Regions from separate parts of the Mus musculus genome. Here region 1 is linked to region 2. Evidence: chromatin contacts called from public promoter capture Hi-C data. All regions are on one chromosome and are shown on one strand. Each heading gives the region's core, a stretch centred on a gene start, on an enhancer-like site or on the middle of the called end of the contact. The rest is flanking DNA. Distances are from core to core; before and after follow the strand shown. Region 1 has its middle 17 kb from the start of Cd300lb. Region 2 holds the start of Nat9 (N-acetyltransferase 9 (GCN5-related, putative)).

Region 1 (2,881 bases), core at 237-2,736, 270 kb before region 2:
AGAAAGACACATCAGAGTGTCCTCTCTCCTACATAATTGAATCTATGACATGTGGCATCTTGCTGCATCTCTGATAACCCAGGTAAGTGGCCCAGTGACTGATGGATAAGATTAATGTCCAAAGGGCTGGAGAGATGGCTCAGTGGTTAAGAGCACTGGCTGCTCTTTCGGAGGACCTGGGTTAATTCCCAGAACTCACATGGTGGTTCACGGCTATCTGTAACTCCAGGTTCAGGGGTCTGATACCCTATTCTGACCTACGTGGACCCCAGGCACATACATGGTACACATACATACATGCAGGCAAAATATCCATATACACAAAATAAAGACATAAAGTTAAAAAGAGTAATATCCAAGGTGGAGGTCCAGCCAAACAGCTTTGTCAAGGGGTCACACTGGGTGCCACAGCTGTACACAGGGACCTTTTGACAGGGACTTTAAGCTGTGACTGGTGGGATTTCTGTCACTTCCTTCTAACCCTATGCCAGCAGCACTCTATCTTCCTTTGGCTGATGCCACCTGAGGATACCCTGAGATTAAGATGTATCCTCCCCAGAGTCAGAGAGGGGACCCGAGTTAACACTGGAGAAATGCCTGTTCCCTGATGAATAGTTTTAAGGGATAAATTGGCAGCCAAATAATACAATATTCCTCCCTCCCTCCCTCCTTCCTTCCTTCCTTCCTCCCTTCCTTCCTTTTTTCCTTCCTTCTTTTGTTAGTTATTTAGTTATTTATTGATGGATTATTAATACATTGGCAGGAATATAGCTACTGGATTTGTCACACGCATCTGGAAAGCAGTGATCATCTAGGCTTCCTCTATGAAGAATCAGTTCCCTCATAGAACCTTTTGTTGAAGAGAGAAACATTACCTTGTCCTGGAGACTGAGCTGAGAGGCTGAGCTGAAAGGTCAAATTTCCAAGACTGCATCCCACAGAAAACTCACACTCACACACAAAAAATGCCATCTGCAAAATATCAGTTTTATGCAGGAGAGGGATGCTTTAGTGTGAACCCTGGGCTCTCATGATGGGTCCCTGTTGAGACAGGATGAGAGAGTGAGGGGCTGCTGTGCCCACACACACTAAGGGGCAATATGTGAAAGGTCCAAGAGCAGAGCAGAGTTCCAGCAAAGCTTGCTCAGAAGCCTCCTGCCCAACTGCCACACCCACAGTGAACTGGCAGAGGATTCTGCACCTGGTTGCGAGGTGCTCACACTCATCTTATCATTGGTTTGTTTAAAGGTGACCCTATGAGTCTGAACCAGGCCACAACAGTTCAAGGGAGATGTGGAAAGAGTGCCTCATGGAATGTTTTAGAAGAGACGGTTCATCTCTTCCTTGGAAGCCACTGGGGCTGAGTGTGATGACGGTGTGCTGTGTGCTTCCTGGGAACTAGGAGGAGTCAGTGTTAGCACGAAGGTAAAGATGGCGACGGCCAGAGAACAGGAAGGAACTTGCATCAGCCCACCCACAAAGGCCCCAACTAGACTGGCTTCAAGTCCTGCATAGTCAACAGTGAGAACATAGAGGAAGTGGTGGCTGCCCTGAGCCAAATGCCCGAACCAGGAGGCTCTTCAAGGAGGGGAGCTTAATGTGGTAGATTCAAAATCATCTACCTAGGAGCAAAGTAGGAACATGAACAGATGAGAAACAGTTAAAATATAACTGGGGGGCTGGAGAGATGACTCAGCGATTAAGAGTGCTACCTGCTCTTGCAGAGGACCTGGGTTCAGTTCCCAGCACATACATGGCAGCTCAGAACCATCTGTAGTTCCAGTTCCAAGGGCTAGGGTACCCACATTTTGCTTCTATAACACCAGGCATGCATGAGGCATGCATATATATATATAGACAAAACACTCAGAAACACAAAATAAAAAGTGAGTGTTAAAATATAGATGGTTTACCTTATTGCTGAAGACATCATGTGGGAAGCCGTTGCAGAGTGGCAGTTACAGAGTGGCAGTTGCAGAGTGGCAGTTGCAGAGTGGCAGTTGCAGAGTGGCAGTTGGCTACTGCTGGCCACCACACATACATAGGCAGTAAAGGTTCTTTTGCCAAGATGAGGTTTTGAGAATTAACCAAAGTTAAACAATCAGATGAGAGACAAGTTAACCAATCAGATGAGAGACAAGTTAACCAATCAGATGAGAGAGAACACCTCTCCTAGGCCTATATAAGCAGCACCAGTTCTGGGCTTGGGGTCACTTCGCCTCTGTAATCAAGCTCTCCCAATAAACGTGTGCGGAAGGGTCCTGTTGCAGCGTCGTTCTTCCTGGCCAGTCGGGCGCATGCAAGAACATCACACAATGCAATTATAGGTCACAAAAGAATAAAGCTGGAAGCTTCTCCTTAGAAGCTAATAGTGCAGGAAAGCGCTATGTACGTGATGGGGATACTTACCCAGGGGGACGATCAGTGGTCTTACCCAATATAAACTTTGAATATTACAATATCAACCTGTCAGGCAAGACGGACTCACTGATGTAAGAGCGGCATGGCTGTTTTGAGCGTACCTGGTGGGGTCTGGGAATCACCGCACAAACCACTCAGACACCAATCTTGGTCAAATAGGGATGGCTTATTGAACATCACATCCCAATACTGATCCATCAGGGATGCAGCCCAGACTCGGGAGCTGAACTGCGTCCTTGATCTGGACTGCATCCTTAAGTTAAGATCCTACAGGGCTTTTAAGTCCCAAATCTACAATCATGTGTGCCAAGTGATTCCACCAATCAGGATTTAGGGATGGTGGTTTCCTTAGAAACATGCCTTTGTTGTACATGCATCCTGATTCAGTTGGTTGGGGTATTCAGTGGTGGCAGGGAACTTGCCTTGTCTAACATTCATGTCTTAACATACCAACCAGGAT
Region 2 (3,043 bases), core at 286-2,785:
TATAATCGATTAAAAAAATACCCCACTCAAAAAAAGAAAAAGAAAAACCACAAAAAGTCTGAGTTTGTGCTTTCTGAGGTGAAGTGGGTATGGGTAGGCAGGAAAGGTAGGTTCTTTTCTCAGGCAGCAGCAGAGAGGGTAGCTCTAGGGGCCCAGCTTCCCACCCAGGTAATATAAAACCAAACACTCCCCCAGTTCCTGAGGGTAAGGGTATGCCAGTCCAGCCCAGCAAAGAGGGCTGAGGAGACCTCTACAAGGCAGGGTGACAGATCTCCCCAATGCAAAACTATTGTCCCCTACAGAGCCAGCTTCTCAATCTGTCAGATGTTTGCCAACTAACCTCACAAAGAGTCCCTGAATCTCACTTCTGGCCTTTAAACAGTAGGCATCAAAATAATGAATTCAACATCTGGGACAAGCACACGTTAAGTCTCCAGAGGATACCAGGGAACGCCATAAGTAATTTAGAACGAGGGAAGAAGACATGGCTTTGTTTTTTTGTTACACACACATCTAGATGATGTAATCCCTCATTGAAAAGCCAAAAAGAAAGCAGAGAGATGGATGACAAGGAAAATAAATGAAAAATGAGCCCTCCACTTCAGCTTTATTCCTCCTGCATGTAATTCCCACCCCCAACCCCCCACTTTGAGTCACAGTCTCATTAAGTATCCCTAGCTGGCCTGGAACTTATTATATTGCCCAGGCTAGCCTCAATCTCACGGAAGAGATGGACCTGCCTCTGTCTCCCAAGTGTTGGGCCAGAATCAAAGGTGTACAGCACCACACAAGTGACGTTTGTTAAACAAGACAGGCTCCTAGATTAAGGCACCCTGTTTCCAATTGCCCTCCACGCTACAACCAGTCGGGTAATGAGTTAGTTACCTGGGCACATGCTCGGAGGTGTAGGGTACCAGGACCACCTTCTTGCCCACTAGCATGGTGTTCTGATTCAGCTTCATTGTAGCTGCCTACTAGTGGGGAGAGTTAAAGACTTCAGAGCCCCCATAGTGTCTTCCCACGCAGGGTGGAACTCTTTCTGTAGCAGTGGAGCTATGTTGACAGAAGAGCGTCCTGCCTTCCCCTCACAACTACGTGAAAGAACGGGGATTCTAAAACTCTTGTAAGAGAAAGAGCCGAAGTGGTCAATACATCTGGGCTCTCACCCAGGGGCCAAGTTCTGGCTCGGTTTCCAGCCCATTCCTACACAACATGCCCGTCCACCCCCAAATGACCTGTTAATCCTTTTTTTAACCTGTTTCCAACCCTAGCCTCCAGCGTCCAGAGTCCACGTCACTCGGCTCTGGCCCTTCCGTTTTCCTGTCCCCAAGCCCCACTCAAAGTTCTCAGGCCTCAGCCCTTTGCGTGGTTCCTCGGCCGTCTAAGCGCTGTAGTTTGCAAACTGCAAAGCTCACAACCACCCCCTGCCGAGGAAGGCGTCCCCAACGACAGGCGTCAGCGTCTGTCCCGGAGAAACAGGCTTTCCGCATGCGCGTAGAGGGGCTTGCTGTCCGCTTCCGCCAGGCAGACGGCAGCCGCAAAGCCCAATCCCGGCCCCGCCCCCGCGAGGCATCCAATCAACGCACTGCGCCCCTCCCCACGCGCTCGCTTGGACGGGGGACTGGGAAGCGTGCGCGTGCGCGTAGCGGGCGCTGGTGCGGGGCCGCTGGTGCCGGGTGGCAGCTGCAGAGCTGGAGGCGGTGGCCACTGTGCCTGGAAGCTAGCTGTGCTGCAGGTCTGGGACGGGCAGGAGGGCAGGACAGGGTGAAGATGGATGTGAATTTTAGAGTTTCACCTGGAAGGGAGGGGAAGGGGAGACTGAGGGACCGGCTCTGGAGAAGAGAGGGGAGGCTTAAGGGTGGGAAACCCTAAGGCAAAGCAAAAGGCAGGTGTCGGTGCGCGAGGCCCCATTTAAAAGAAGAGGCTTTGGGACAAGGAGTTAGGATGGAGGGGCGACCTTGGAAAAGCTGACTCCCGCTGTGGGCGGAGAAGCAGACAGCTGTGTGGGCTGTCCTGTGTAGTAGTGAGCTCATAGATAATGAAACGGACGTAAGCACTTTAGGGTAAAGGGGGCTGTGATGGTTAGTGAGGCTTAGAGGCCCGGAAAGCCCCTTCAGTCACTTGGAGTGTGAGCAGCATCCAGGCACCGAGAAGTGCCTTGCATAGCAAATCAAGTTAGAAGACATGGTCCAGGAAGCCGCGTCCCACCAAGGCTGTCTCATGGCAGATAGGGAGACCAAAGTGTCTGAGTTAAAAGGGCTACAGGTGAAAGCGGCAGACTGCAAACCCCCCACCCCCAGTCTCATCTCTGCAGTTAGAGAACTAAAGTCTACTCTTTTGTCTTAGGAGCTGCGGCTGCTGCTGCCACTGCATAGAAGTAACCTCTTGGGCCAGCCCTTCCTCACTCTCTGGAGATGGCAGGCGAGATCACAGAGACCGGAGAGCTCTATTCTCCTTATGTGAGTTCTTCTCCATAAATGTGTTCTGCTCACCACCATGCTCCTGGTTTCTAGAGAAGCCCACTGCTATCTGTGGACTATACTAATTATGGCCCTGGTTTAAATAGACCCTGGTGAAAAACACAACGGAAACTCCACATAGCTCCAGTCAGGTTCAGCTGTCTTAGCTAGACTCTATATATCAGGCTCGTTCCTCATTTGTTTATAATTTTTTAAAGCTTTTATTTTAAATGATGTGTCTACGTATGGATATGTGCATGCCTGTCAAATCCAAAAGAGGGCACCAGATGCCCTGGAGTTAGTTGTCGATGGTTGGATGCTGCTCAGTGTAAGTGCTGGAAGTGAACTCGGGTCCTCTGCAGGAGCAGCAGGTACTCTTAACTGCTGAGCTGTTTCTCCAGGCCAGTTCTCCTTTTAGACACCTATCAGAGAGCATCAAGCCAAATAGTAGTTAACTTGCTAGTCTCCCATAATATCTATCTCAGGACTCCCACAGATGACACACAGTTCTGCCAGTCAGCTGGGCAGTCACCAACAGCTGTCGCCATGGAGTTGTGTTCCTCTCAGTAGTCAGCAGCCTCTTT

What was found. Promoter capture Hi-C pulls out the DNA fragments that hold promoters and counts their contacts.
Region 1: a promoter capture Hi-C map of neutrophils shows a contact between it and region 2, with 2.3 times the contacts expected there. The contact joins the enhancer-like site here to the promoter of Nat9 in region 2. A contact is called at or near these places in 5 of 39 promoter capture datasets (the C10 cell line, the HPC-7 cell line, hippocampal neurons and 2 more).

The regions. Positions count from the first base shown.
Region 1 is chr11:114,915,840-114,918,720 of GRCm38.p6, forward strand. No RefSeq gene overlaps it. Among named protein-coding and RNA genes, the nearest start is that of Cd300lb, 17 kb to the right of the region's middle. Within about 2 kb of position 1,487, at least 46 of the 459 cell types and tissues checked have an H3K27ac peak or open chromatin away from gene starts, as enhancers often do. A contact at or near this core is called in the HPC-7 cell line and neutrophils, where this site is marked.
Region 2 is chr11:115,185,864-115,188,906 of GRCm38.p6, forward strand. It overlaps Nat9 (N-acetyltransferase 9 (GCN5-related, putative)), which reads right to left and starts at 1,536. Exons shown (of 7, transcript NM_025400.4): 1 at 1,256-1,536; 2 at 886-974. The coding sequence starts at 962. Tmem104 (transmembrane protein 104) reads left to right here and starts at 1,624. Exons shown (of 10, transcript NM_001033393.2): 1 at 1,624-1,735; 2 at 2,347-2,459. The coding sequence starts at 2,415.